2 separate regions of the Hordeum vulgare genome follow, and region 1 is linked to region 2. Evidence: chromatin contacts called from public Hi-C data. All regions are on one chromosome and are shown on one strand. Each heading gives the region's core, a stretch centred on a gene start, on an enhancer-like site or on the middle of the called end of the contact. The rest is flanking DNA. Distances are from core to core; before and after follow the strand shown. Region 1 has its middle 17 kb from the start of LOC123445540. Region 2 has its middle 8.8 kb from the start of LOC123442189.

The links. Hi-C and Micro-C count contacts between places; a contact is called where the count stands out from the background.
Region 1: a Hi-C map of leaf shows a contact between it and region 2, with 5 times the contacts expected there. The contact joins two enhancer-like sites. A contact is called at or near these places in 2 of 6 Hi-C or Micro-C datasets (leaf and seedling).

Annotation. Positions count from the first base shown.
Region 1 is chr3H:599,327,046-599,332,988 of MorexV3_pseudomolecules_assembly, reverse strand. No RefSeq gene overlaps it. Among protein-coding and RNA genes, the nearest start is that of LOC123445540, 17 kb to the left of the region's middle. Within about 2 kb of position 3,173, at least 3 of the 3 cell types and tissues checked have open chromatin away from gene starts, as enhancers often do. A contact at or near this core is called in leaf and seedling, where this site is marked.
Region 2 is chr3H:599,082,697-599,089,285 of MorexV3_pseudomolecules_assembly, reverse strand. No RefSeq gene overlaps it. Among protein-coding and RNA genes, the nearest start is that of LOC123442189, 8.8 kb to the right of the region's middle. Within about 2 kb of position 2,370, at least 3 of the 3 cell types and tissues checked have open chromatin away from gene starts, as enhancers often do. A contact at or near this core is called in leaf and seedling, where this site is marked.

The DNA of each region.
Region 1 (5,943 bases), core at 1,924-4,423, 240 kb before region 2:
GCCGGCATGGCACAACCCATTTATTTTTTATTTCATTTTTAATATATATATATATATAACATATGGTCCAATAGGCCCAAAAATAAACCCATAAGGCTAAAAATATACGATCCAACGTGCTAATCGGGCCAACATGATGACCCTTTTAATAATCAGGTCGTGCCTGGGCCTCGAGGCGCAGCCCACAGGCCGACACGGCACGGACCGACTAATAAACGTGCCTGGGCGGGTTGTGTCGTGCCAGGCCTGATTACAACGGGTGGTGTCGTGCCCGTGTCGTGCCGACCCGTTTGGCCAGGTCTGGTCCGGACTCTAGTATAACTTCACGTTTGTCTTTGATTTACTAAAAGCGGACATCCAGATCACTTCAAATAACAATACAGAACTGCGTTGCATTTTAAAAATAAATAAACATGTTTGATCAAGCATATACATAAGTTTTGAGGTCTCTTTGAGGATGCCCTTAGAGCATCTAGAGCCGGATCATTCATATTCGTCTCAAACGCCCGGGCAGGCCACCCGGCCATTGACCGGTCACGAAATTTTGACCCAAGGGGACCGTAAATGCCCGACCCTAGATCTGTCAACCACGAGCTCATCCCACGCGGCCCCGAGGAAGAGATAACCGTCCGGCTTGCCTTCGTCGCTCCCGGGAGTCGGCCTCCCATGGCAGCGCTCAGACTCACAACATCGGGAATCTGTTGCATTGGCATAACCGGTGCTTGGATCCGGGGTCGCTGCCTCATCGGAGGTGGTGCAGTTTGTCGAATGCCATGGCGGGTGCGCAATCCCTCCGTTGGCGCGGCGAGGACTCACCATATGGGAGTCCTCGGACGCTAACATGGCGCGGCGTTCCCGCTGTGCGAGGCAGCGGGTGTGAGGGACGGCGTAGGCCCTCGCGGTGGTGGAAATTGCATAGGCATAGTCACACTCTCAGGTGCCTCGTATGTTGCACGGGTGCGGGCGCTGCAATCGCGTCATGGTGGACGCCATTTTCTCCCAGGAAGGATCCATCATTGACTTACGTCCACCAACATCGTCCGGGTTACTGGCTCCAACAAGAAAGAGTAGCGCATAGGAGACGGCAAGAGCTCGACTCTCTTTAGCCGACTAGTGTCCTATATCCTACTCTACTTCGCCGATAATCGGACCAATACTACGAGGGACGCAACCCGCCACTGGAAATGGGCATGGGCCTTGCCCTTCTCCTTTCAAAATGCACTCACGATTGAAGAACACAACACATTGGTCGACACAATCAACCGGGTGAGAAGGAACGACCTTTTGGGTGGCAAGTTTGTTACAATGCCACAACGCCCAACGATAAGCCGCAAACACAACCACCTCCAACACCGAGATAAATTGACACGATGATACCAAAACCTGACAAACTAGGCCAAGATTCCACACGAGCACGGAGATCCATGATTTTCCACGCCTCTCGACATTGAAATTGACCACGGAAGGCGAGGGCGAGGGCGATGGGAAGATCTATCATGTAAGGATGAGAGACGTGGCGGGTTTATGTTTTTCCACGAAGTTACAGGAGCTATGGTGGGTCTATATTTTTCTACCCTAGTTGCCATTCCTTTTGCCGTACTTTTACGTTAGGCCATGCACGTCCGAGACATGGTCAAATTCATTGTTTTGACTCTTTTGCAAAAATTAAGGAAGATCTGACCCCGAGTTGAAAACAAATTACGATCTGACTCTTTTCCTACCATAATGGTCAAAGGTGATAGGGTATAATTGTCTAGTGTTTACCGTCAAGGTCCCAGCAGTAGTCAACTTATTCACGTCGGACATACAACTAAATAAATCGGCGATAGAATGTGCAACCCTAGCGTCAAGGTGTCTGACGGTAGGCATTTACAAGATACTTATTTTATTTTTTATGATAGGACGTACGGTCCTACCGTCAAAGAACTCGGCGATAGACAGTTATGCCCTACTGCCATAGATCCCGAGGTAGGAAAAATGTCAAATTCTGAAAACAAATTCAAACCAGGGTTAGTCGCACTTAACTTTTGCAAAGAGACCAAACCACCTAATTCTACCCCAAAGGTCGGCCAAGTCCAACAACTATCCGGACTTGAGGCGGTAGGCTACACACCTGTGAAGCACCGATACTTCAGAAATCTATGTATCGCCGTTCAGTACTTTGTCGATACTCCGATACGTCTTCGATACGGGTATCCCCGAAGTATCGCCTTTTTCAATTTTAAAAAAAATGGTGATACGCATATCTTTAAAGTATCGTCATTGAGTATTGCTCATGATTTGATGTATCGTTGATCTGTTCATATAGATAGTGTACGTGTACTATACTGATATAGTAGTTGGATAAAAGTGCTTCCTAAAGATGTTGTTTGTTGAATAAAATTGCTTGTTGATGCTATTGGCTTGCTGCTTGTTGATTTTTGTGGCATAAAATTACTTGTTGTTGTTGTTGCCGCCTCCTATTGCTAGGGAAGAAAATACAAGTATAAATCATGGCATCTTTTAACTTTCTCCATCATCATTTGAGCATTATTGATGTGTATAGCTTGCTGATCTTAGTTATCATCATGTTCATAGGTGAGAGTTTCTATATATTTATTGTTATGAGAATAAAAAGCTCAATGAAGATTGTGCTCTCTATATCATTATTAAGAAAAGACTTTTAAAATGTTGAAAGAAGAGTAATACCCCTCCATTATTTGACCAACTCGTGCAATCTAAGGTTGCTCTTTATATATGTTTGTTATTTGACAATTTCAAATTTTTAACTCTAAAAGGTTTATTGATTTTATGTTGTCATGTTAATATATATTACAATCTGAATTAGATTGGAGCAGTCTATGACCGATTGGCCGTATTACCCCATTGATGATAGTGCGATTTTTAGAATGAGAAACACAGAGGTATGAAATCAATTAATCAAACAGTGATCCGGTATTTTGATATCATCTTATACATTTTATTATGTATGTTTTTATTACACATTATTTCATTATTATTTGTATATACTTGACGTATCGTTGTTTGTTGTTTTTAAAAATTATCATATTTTGTATCACCGTACCTGTATCGCCATGTCAGTGTCGCCGCATCGGTGTATGGGTGCTTCGTAGCTACGTACCCGTCCAACAGGCAAATCCAGCTGAGGGTACGCCGGAGTCCGACGACAAGTCTCCTTCTTGTCCCATGTGCATGCGGGGCCTATGGTTCACCGTATTCTGCTGAGGAATGGAGAAGAACCGATTGACCCGGCAATCGTTTTCATATCGTCCGTACGAGATTCAGCTGGTGGAGCCGGTGATCCGGTCCACCGCCGCTGTCCCGGTCCAATTAAAAATCCTGTGTACAATGGTCCATTCCACCGCTAGGCTATCAGCGTATGTATCTACGTACGTACATCGCCGCGGTACTTACGTAGTCGTAGTTGTAGTTTCTTCCGGATTGGATAAAGCGAGCACTAGGCGCCCGCGTGCCTTGGGCCGGTCGCGTCCCAACCGCTCGATGCAGCCCTCTCAGCCATCCGATATGTCTATGTTGACTTTTGCCTCGTCTTTTTTTTTCCTTACGTCGATGCGTGCACTATTCCTTAACGTCTTCATGGCCGCCGATGACCACCCCCTCACCTGGACATCCTTCCTCTTCCGTCCCGTGCCACTGGTTGTGCTCGTCGGTCTCGTCGCCGACGGTCGCCGTCGCAGGATCCGTCCTCGTCGATTCAGTAGGAAGTTGTCGTCCACTTGTAGCAAAAACATCGTCGTCTTGAAGCACGCCGATGCTCTCTGTCGTTGCAGCACCTAGCAACCATCGTCGTAGCACATCCCTCGTTGCACTGTCATGTTGCCGGCCGTACATAGCTCTCCACATCGTCGCTTGCACCATTGGTGTGTCTGTTGAAGCTTTTCTCACACAGGTTGAAGCTTTTTCATGTCGGTTGAAGCATTTTCCGCAAATTGAAGCTGTCCACTGTGTCGGTTGAAGCATTTTTCATCTACGATTGAAGCTTACTCCACAAACGGTGCAAGTTTTTTCGTCTTTTGCAGTACCTGGTTGAAACTTTCTATATCTTTCGGTTGAAACTTTTTTCACCTAAGGTTGAAGCTTTTTACGTAATGGTTGTAGCTTTTTCAGCTTGACAGTGCTGGTTGAAGCCTCCCTTGTAGATGGTTAAAACTTTTTCAATCTAGGTTTGAAGCTTTTTTATCAATGGTTGCAACACTTGCATCGGTGGGTGTAGCTTTTTTTTGTCTCTGGTTTCAGCTTTTCCGGTGCACTGAGGTCAGCTGGAGCTTTCTACTCTTCGGTTGTAGCTTTCACAAAAGCCGGTTGTAGCTTCCGACGTTGCCGGTTGTAGCACTGCCCTCATCTCATTTCACAGCGCCGTTCGGTTGAAGCAAAAGAAAGGTCGTCGCTTGTAGCGTCGCCGCCGGCTGCAGAAGCCCGCCATTGAAGCTTGGAATGCAGTAGCGGGGATGGGCTGTTGCAGTAGCGGTGGAGAGGTAGAGATAGAAGAGGGGAAGAGGTCAAACTCGTGGGTGCCTCATTCATGGCTGTTCGAGGAGAGAGGCTCGTCGGCAACGACGGGAGCGTGCGAGGTTGAGGTGGAAGGTCGTGGAGATGCACGATGAAGGACGAAGAGACAGGAGAAGATAAAGTGGGCCTACAGGTGAGGGAGCACGCTGGGCCACAAAATCGCTCCTTCATCGAATGCGCCGACGCGCCATGGACAAATGACGTTTTTCATTGGATAAACCATGGAGAATTTCAGGACGTGGTGGTGACGAGCTTGTGTGGCCATCTATCGGGCAGATCAAGCGTGGCTGGTTTGCAATTGCATTGAGGACTTGGTAGAAAAGACGGGAACGTCCCGTACGTGGAGTACGTGGTCCAACGACCCACCAGCCCTGCCTGCCCTGCATCCATCTTCAAGATCGTCACGTTTGCTGTCGAAATGTGAATGATGCATCATACCACATTCGGCCAAAGTTTATCATTCATGGCATGCAGATCTTGGAGAATTACAGGATGAGAGCTGCTACTGTTGCCACGCATCGATGATTGTTACCACCCGACGACGCCGGATAGCATCTCTTTCTCCTCCTCCGTTTCCGTTTCAGAGTGTAGAGATAAGATGGGTCCGTGGATCCGTCATGGTCGTCAAGATCGCGATTCTTTTCGGCGCATCGGTCCGTCCATCCATCCATCGGATCGCGCTAGCTAGCTGCCGTCAAACGCAAGACGTAGATGGTTTCAATGCGGTCCGCAGTTCGAGGTTGGTTGATGGTTTGTCCGTTCGTTGGTGTAGATGGGATTCGATGCTTTCGTACATGCATGCGTATCTTCCATCTGCGCAAGCATGCATGGCTTCCCTTCGCTTGGCTTGGCTTAGCTTTGGTCCGTCAAATCAGAATGCATGCACCGCACCGGTAGATGGTGCAGACTGCAGACAAGCTAGTGAGGGTGAAAAGCTACCAAGCACCCCTACTTGCAGAACATGTGAAAAGCTTCCCTTCATCGATACGCCGATACGCCTGATACGGTAGCGATGCGGATATCGCCGGAGTATTGTGTTTTCCGATACGTGCTATTCACCGTCCATGCTACATCGTCCATGAACTCCGTCGTGGTTGCCTGCATCACTAGCCTGCAAGTAAGTTGACCCGGCGAATTTTGCTCCTGTTTAGTTGATCTATCCATTCATCTTTTTGTCTTCGGTTATTAGCGATGAAGTAGGTTGCTATTGTAGTTGATTAAGCAGGTTGGCTCCTTGTAATTGTTGATTACTTGATTCAGGTGGTGTTTCTTTACCCAGGGACTAGACTAAAAAGTCTCTTTTAGTCCGCAGGTAAAGAAACAGAAGGGACTTTTCTTTAATGGACTACAAAAAAACTCTTTTGAAGAGACTTTTTTCTTTAGTCCCTGGGACTAAAAAAAGTCTAGTCCCTT
Region 2 (6,589 bases), core at 1,121-3,620:
TTATTTATTTATTTTCGGTTCTGTTTTATTTTTTTATTTTAAATAATTTAAAACTTCAAATAATCTTTAAATTTTTGATAAACTGAAAATTATAAATCAACATATTTAAAAAACTAAAATGTTTGTCACTTCAAAAACTGGTCGGAGTTTTGTAAAAAATGCTCGCATATACAATAAAATGTTTGCAATTTTAGAAAAATGTCTGTACAATTAGAAAAGTCCATGATCTCAAATACAATTTCATGTATTAAAAATTATTAAAGGTATTTAAGAAAATGCTGTCTAATTCAAAATAAGTTAATGCATTTAAAAAATGTCATAAAATTTGGAAAATAGCTAATGCCTGTTTTGATAGTTTCTTTTTTTATTTAAAATTTTCTGTTCCATTTTTGTTTATTTATAATTTAAATAATTTAGAATTACAAAACTTTTGCATATTAAAAAATAGGTATTTTGAATATAAATGCTGACGAATTTTTATTTTGAATTAAAAATAGGATTCAAGAAAGCGCCGGATTTTTATATTTTTTTGCAAATTCCAAAACAATGTCCATGAATTTAATAAATATATTACTGACTTATAAAAATGTTGGTTTATTCAAAAAAACTTCATGCGTTTCAAAAAATGTTTGTGAATTTAAAATAAAATCCTCCAACAGAAAAAATTATGTTCGTCTTTTCTTGAGTTGGTCGCCAATTCAAAAGAAAATATTTAAACTCGTTCGAAATATAAAAAATATTCACGATTTTTAGTAAATGTTTGTAAATGATAAAAAATGTTCTCAATTTTAAAATTGTTTCCATATTTGTAAAATTGTTCATGAATGATCTAATGTATGTAGTTAAACATTAATGCTTCTAAATCTTTGTGACAATATACCTGTGTGAATTTTGAAGAATTAACTGTTGGATGGATCGGATTATTATTGTATGTTTTTTAAAAAAAATTCTTGAAATTCAGAATAAATCTTTGGGTTACCAAGATTTTTGACAACCATGATATATATTTTTTGAAAATGTAAAGATTGCTTTAACTTGTTAATAAATTTAAAAAAAGAAACATTTTCTTGCATTTGTACATAAATTTTTTAAATCAAGCGATGATATGCGAACGTAATATGGTCACCATCATTGAAGATTTTGTTTTTTTCTTCCGTGGCAACGCACGGACCATTTTGCTAGTTATGAATAAAGAAAGTATAATCTAATGCACATGATAACTCAGACCCATTATGCAAATAGTAGTGCAACAGAAATACTTTCTCCGTTTCTAAATGAAGTCTAACTTTTTTCTACTACGTACTACATACTAAACAAAATGAATGAATCTTCACCTTAAAATATGTCTGTATACATATGTATGTAGTTCGTAGTGTAATCTTTAAAATAATCTACAATGGGACTTAGCAAAAATAACCCCTACACACCCACGAACGCATCCGGTCTGTGACTGAGCGTGTATGTTTTGAACCCTTACATTTTTCGTCCGTGTAGCTGCATTTTTTTTTCATATGTCCGGTGACTTCAACTTGATTGATGGAAAAGAAGTGAGAGAAAGAAAATTGAATAAGGAAAAAGAAAATATGGTCTAGGATGGGGCCAAGTTATACTGACGCGTCCGTGAGCTCTTATATCATCTCTTAATTTAAGATGAATTTGAGAAGTACCGGCGAGTCAAACATTTAGAAAGGAAATGAAGGGTCTGATTAAATCATTTTTTTAGTGGAAGCAAAGGCGGAGCTTTAGCCTAATATGTGTGTGTGTGTGTGTGGGTGGGGGGGGGGGGGGGGGGGAGGGACATAACTATTACAGCAGTTTTCACGGAGAAATAGGCCTAATACAAAGCAATATATATAAATTTCTTGTGAGCTGAGGGAGCCATGGCCAGGTTGGCCCATGAAGTTTCACTGAGTGGGAGGGCATGCATTTCAAAAGCTTGTGGAGGATATATGGGTCCTGTAGATGCTTTAAAAAAACTTATATTCAGAAAAGAGGGAGTACTAGACACGTGGAGTAGATGAGCTGGTAGGAGAATAAGTTGCTACCAACGTGTGCATGGGCAGACTTTTTCCACCTTGGTTAGCGATATGGGCATCTAGATAACTGAGAACAGTGGTCATGCGAGAATTTGGCAGCCGAGCACGAACCTTCCACGCCACGCCGGCCGGGGGCGAGCCCCGAGCAGGAGCAGGAGCAGGCAGGCAGGATCTCTGTCGATCCCGGGAAGTTGATCGTGTCGACCGGTGTCACCGACGGCGACCGGAAAGGCGCGCCCGGGGCAGACAAAAGCTGCGGCGTCCGGCCCCAAGGAGATCGATCGAGGCGTGCGTGGCCCCGTACAGCGTCTGTATGGGAAGAAGGAGACCGCGAGATCGCCGCACATGGCCGCGGCGACGGCGTGGCACCACAACGGCGAAAGCAGAGGGAGGAATAATCCTCTATAACCCATGCCGTCTTCTTCCCGCTCTCTGCTCATGAGGTGTCACCTGTCCTGTCTGACCCAGAGACACTGTGTCGTTCCTTTTAGCAGCGTGTCTGCTCTGTGCAAAGTTAGTAGATGAGGATCGACCACGCATCTTCTTGGTCTTTGGTTCATATCATATCCTTCGGCGCATGTGGACTGGAGTGGGGTTTCTTTCCTTTCTCAGAGACGTGACTGACTGTGCAATCGCCAAATTCACAGCAAGCTTAGAGCATCCACATCCCGATCTTGCAAATCCGGTCTCGTGGACGCTTTTTGGTGCATCGACAGACACTGATCATTCATGTCTTAAGTTTTCGTCTCCACATCCACATATCTCATATCCGGTGCCTTATATTCATACTACACATGCACGTCGAAATAATTTATGTGATCAAACATCGAAAAAAAAACGGAAGCGAACGAACACAAAATTTACGACAAACGGACATCCATCATCATCCAAAACATCATCGAGTTTGCAGGACATAGTTCATCATGACCTAAAAACTATATTAACGATGCGTAGGGGAGAGGGGCATATCATCACTTCCTCGCTAGACCTTTTTCCTTTGGATCATCGGCGCAACTATAGCCGTCCGCGGCTGGCGGAGGGTCTTGGTCGTCGCAGGAGGAGCTGTTGTTGTCGTTTGTCGTCGATGAGGACAATGAGCCCCCCATCCGTTCTACCGTCCTGTCCTGCTCCCGCTTCGACTGCGCGAGTCGGGCATTCTCCTCCGCTGCCTCCTTCACCTCGCACTCCGACTGCTCAATAGCAAGCCGGAGCGCCTTCACATTCTTTCGTCGGAGGCGTCGAGCGTTTGTCTCCGCTCTCGTGAGGGACCAGCGGTACACCCATGCAAGGAGGCGTTCATCCTCGTGGGGCTCTGTCGGCATCCCGCGGTGGCGACACATAGAGTGCCCCGTTGCCTCTCATGGCGGGCGGAGCGCGCCTTCGATTTTGGAGTGTGCGTGCGGGCGCTGGCCGGCAGAGCAGGCACTAGGACCCAACGCTGACCGTGTGGAGCAGCACCGGGCGTGGAAGACACGGTGCGGGGCTGATGCAGACTGTGCATCCCTTTGGGAGCTTCGCGAGGACCGGGAGGGTCCAGCTCCGGCATCCGTGCTCCGCCGTATTGGGAGTGGCGGCGTAGCTCCAGATCCAGGGTTATCACGTGTCTCCACCTTGGACCGCTCCAAGGCGATGTGGAGGGCCATCTCGTTAGAGTCGATGTTAGAGTCGTCATAGCGGCTGTCGGCACGCGACATTCTACTCGATAGGATCAGGCTCGGAAAGGGAGAGTGAGCTAGAGTTCGGAGCGAGGCGCTCGAAGTGGTTTTTTTTTGGGACAACAGTGGGATCGGTGGTGTGTCGGGCCTGTCACGCGGGTGTGCCCGGGTGTTACCGGGGCACCCCTTATCCATCCTATATTTGGGCTGGATATGAGGGATGCCCGTCACCTCGAGCGTATGAGGCGGGTTTGAGAGGTCCGGTTGGGTCGTGTTTTTGTGACTGATCACTGACCGGATATCCTACCCTGTGACGGATATGAGAGGTCCAGCTGTAGATGGTCTTATACAAGGCATTTCTTGGGTCAGGCCTATAAAAGCCCGACGTGCAAATTCTAGACCCGAGCCCTTCTCAAAAGGAGTAAATAGAAACACGCATACTCCAACTCTTGGTTCACATCATATACATTGCCCCATGTGGAGTAGAGTGCGGTGGCTAAATTTCGTGTTTTGACCCTTGTATGTAAGTTGATCTAGATCTGATCTTAGTTGGTAAAAATTTCAAGATCTAACCCTTTTCCTACCTTGAGGGTCCTTGGCGGTAGGGGTACGCGCCCTACCGCAAATTTTCTTAAATGTCGAACACAGTGCGTCTTCGCACCTACCATCGAGGTCCTTGGTGAAAGTGCGTTATATCGACTAGAGGGGGTGCATAGCCGACTTTTATGAATTCCTCACTGAGGAAATTCCTTGTGAGGAAAGTCCTTAGCCACGAACTGCGTGTAGCAGAATAAGTACTCAAGTAGGTGTGCAAAACAACAATAGCATAGTCGTCACAATGAAATGAAACGTTCGGATTGCACAAGTAGCATGTTGAGGACATGCAGGTGAAGAATAGGTTAAGTGAAGAATTTGGGGTGATGAAATTTAGAAAGTCTGACAAATTCTTCAAACGGTAAAGATCAAAGTTGTCAACATACAATTGAAGAAATGAAAGGGTTGAGAAATTAGAACCAGGTGCTCGATGAAGACAATGGTTTGATGACCCAGTTTCAACTACTGTAACAGTCGTACGTCTGGTTTGGAACGGCTTGGTATTTAAACCAAATGACACACAGTCTCAGGGGTCAGGACACTAAGTCCTTACTATATTTTCCTTGAGCTAAGGACACACTGTCCTCACCCTACACTCGTGTAAGTCTTGGAATCAGACTTCCAAACCCTCATAAACTTGGTCACCTGGTGATACACAATTCACTGTTGGATGCTCTAGACCATGATGCCTAACCGTGTGGAGGATGCACAGTCCTCAAAGGTAACAAGCATCGGTTCCACACAGGAACAATCTCTTCAATCATGCTCAATCAATTTGGGGTTTGAGGTTTTGGTTTGGGTGTTTGGGTTTTTTCCTCACTAATGAATTTCTCTCAAAGTCTTCGACAAATGGGTTGCTCTTAAATGACAAGTGTCAGTTTCTCTCACGGCACAACCAACCAACTAGTGAATATGAGGGTGGTTATTTATAGCCGGAGAGCAATCCCGACATGAATTGACATAAATGCCTCAATTATATGACCGTTAGGTGTATAAGGTTGGGGACAGATGGCGTGTAGCACAGCCACGGTCGGAACGTTTCAGCTATGAAAGTCTCATGTCACTCATGTTCCTCACTGGTAGGTAATTCACACCGGCGATAACCTAACTCCTCAGTTAGAGCAAATTCCTCAGAGACCAGGAAGAAGTCGACTAAACGGTTGAAGATTTCTAAAGGCTTCACTCGAACGATTTGTATCTGTAGTCTTTGAGATGAACATCACTTGGAAATTTTTCCTTAGTTTTACCTCGACCTCATTTAACAGTATGGTGCTCCTATGACACAGAATACAGAAAAATGTAACTACGAAAATGAAAGTCTTCACGTTTCAAAGTTCCTGCATCAATTTCTTCACGGATACATCAATTTCTTCACTTCCAAAGTCTTCAGAGCAAATACCAGAGTCTTCAGCCGAAGACATACATTTTTAGGGGTCGATATTCTTTGAATAACTCAAACTACTCAGTGACTTATAGAGCTTGTGTACACTTACAAACACATTAATCTCTTAACCTATAAGTCTTCCATACACCAAAATCACTAAGTGGCACTAGATGCACTTACACTTGGCGGTAGGGTTGTATGGGCAACCGCGAACGTGTTTGACGGTAGTGGTTCATACTACTAATGTGGATAAGTTTCCTACCGCTAGGGACGTCGACGGTAGGCTATTATACCCTACCACCAATGTTCATGACGGTAAGAAAAGGATAAGATCCCGATTTTTTTACAAACTAGGATCAGATCTGGATCAACTTACATAAAAGGGCCAAAATACGAAATTTAGCCGAGTGCGGTTTCTTCCCTTTCCAAGAGGTGTAGCTGACGGTTATCTCTCTTTTCCTCCCGTGAAATCGCCAAAACCACAACAAGCAGCACATGAGAGCATCTATAATGAGACGCCTCAAATGATCTTTCATATACCCACGGGCGCGTCTGGTCAATGATTGGATAAGAGAGAAGGAAAAAAAATAACTCAACCGGACCCTTCATATCATCCTTATATTTTCGGGCTGTCCGCGAACCCTCATATCCATCTTAAATATAGGGATGATATGAGGGCTCGCGGACGCGCTCGGACGCTCCTAGTCAGTCTGTCACGTAGGACGCGGTTCGACCCTGGACCATGTTTTTTTATTCATTTTTTTCTTTCTCTTTGTTCCTCTTCATCAATCACATGTAAGTGACCGAACATATGCGAAAGAAAATAAAGAATATCATTGACCAGATGCGTCGACGAACGGTTAAGGGATCATATTTTCTATGTCCGACTATAGATGTTCTAAGATGTGAGAAAAAAAAAC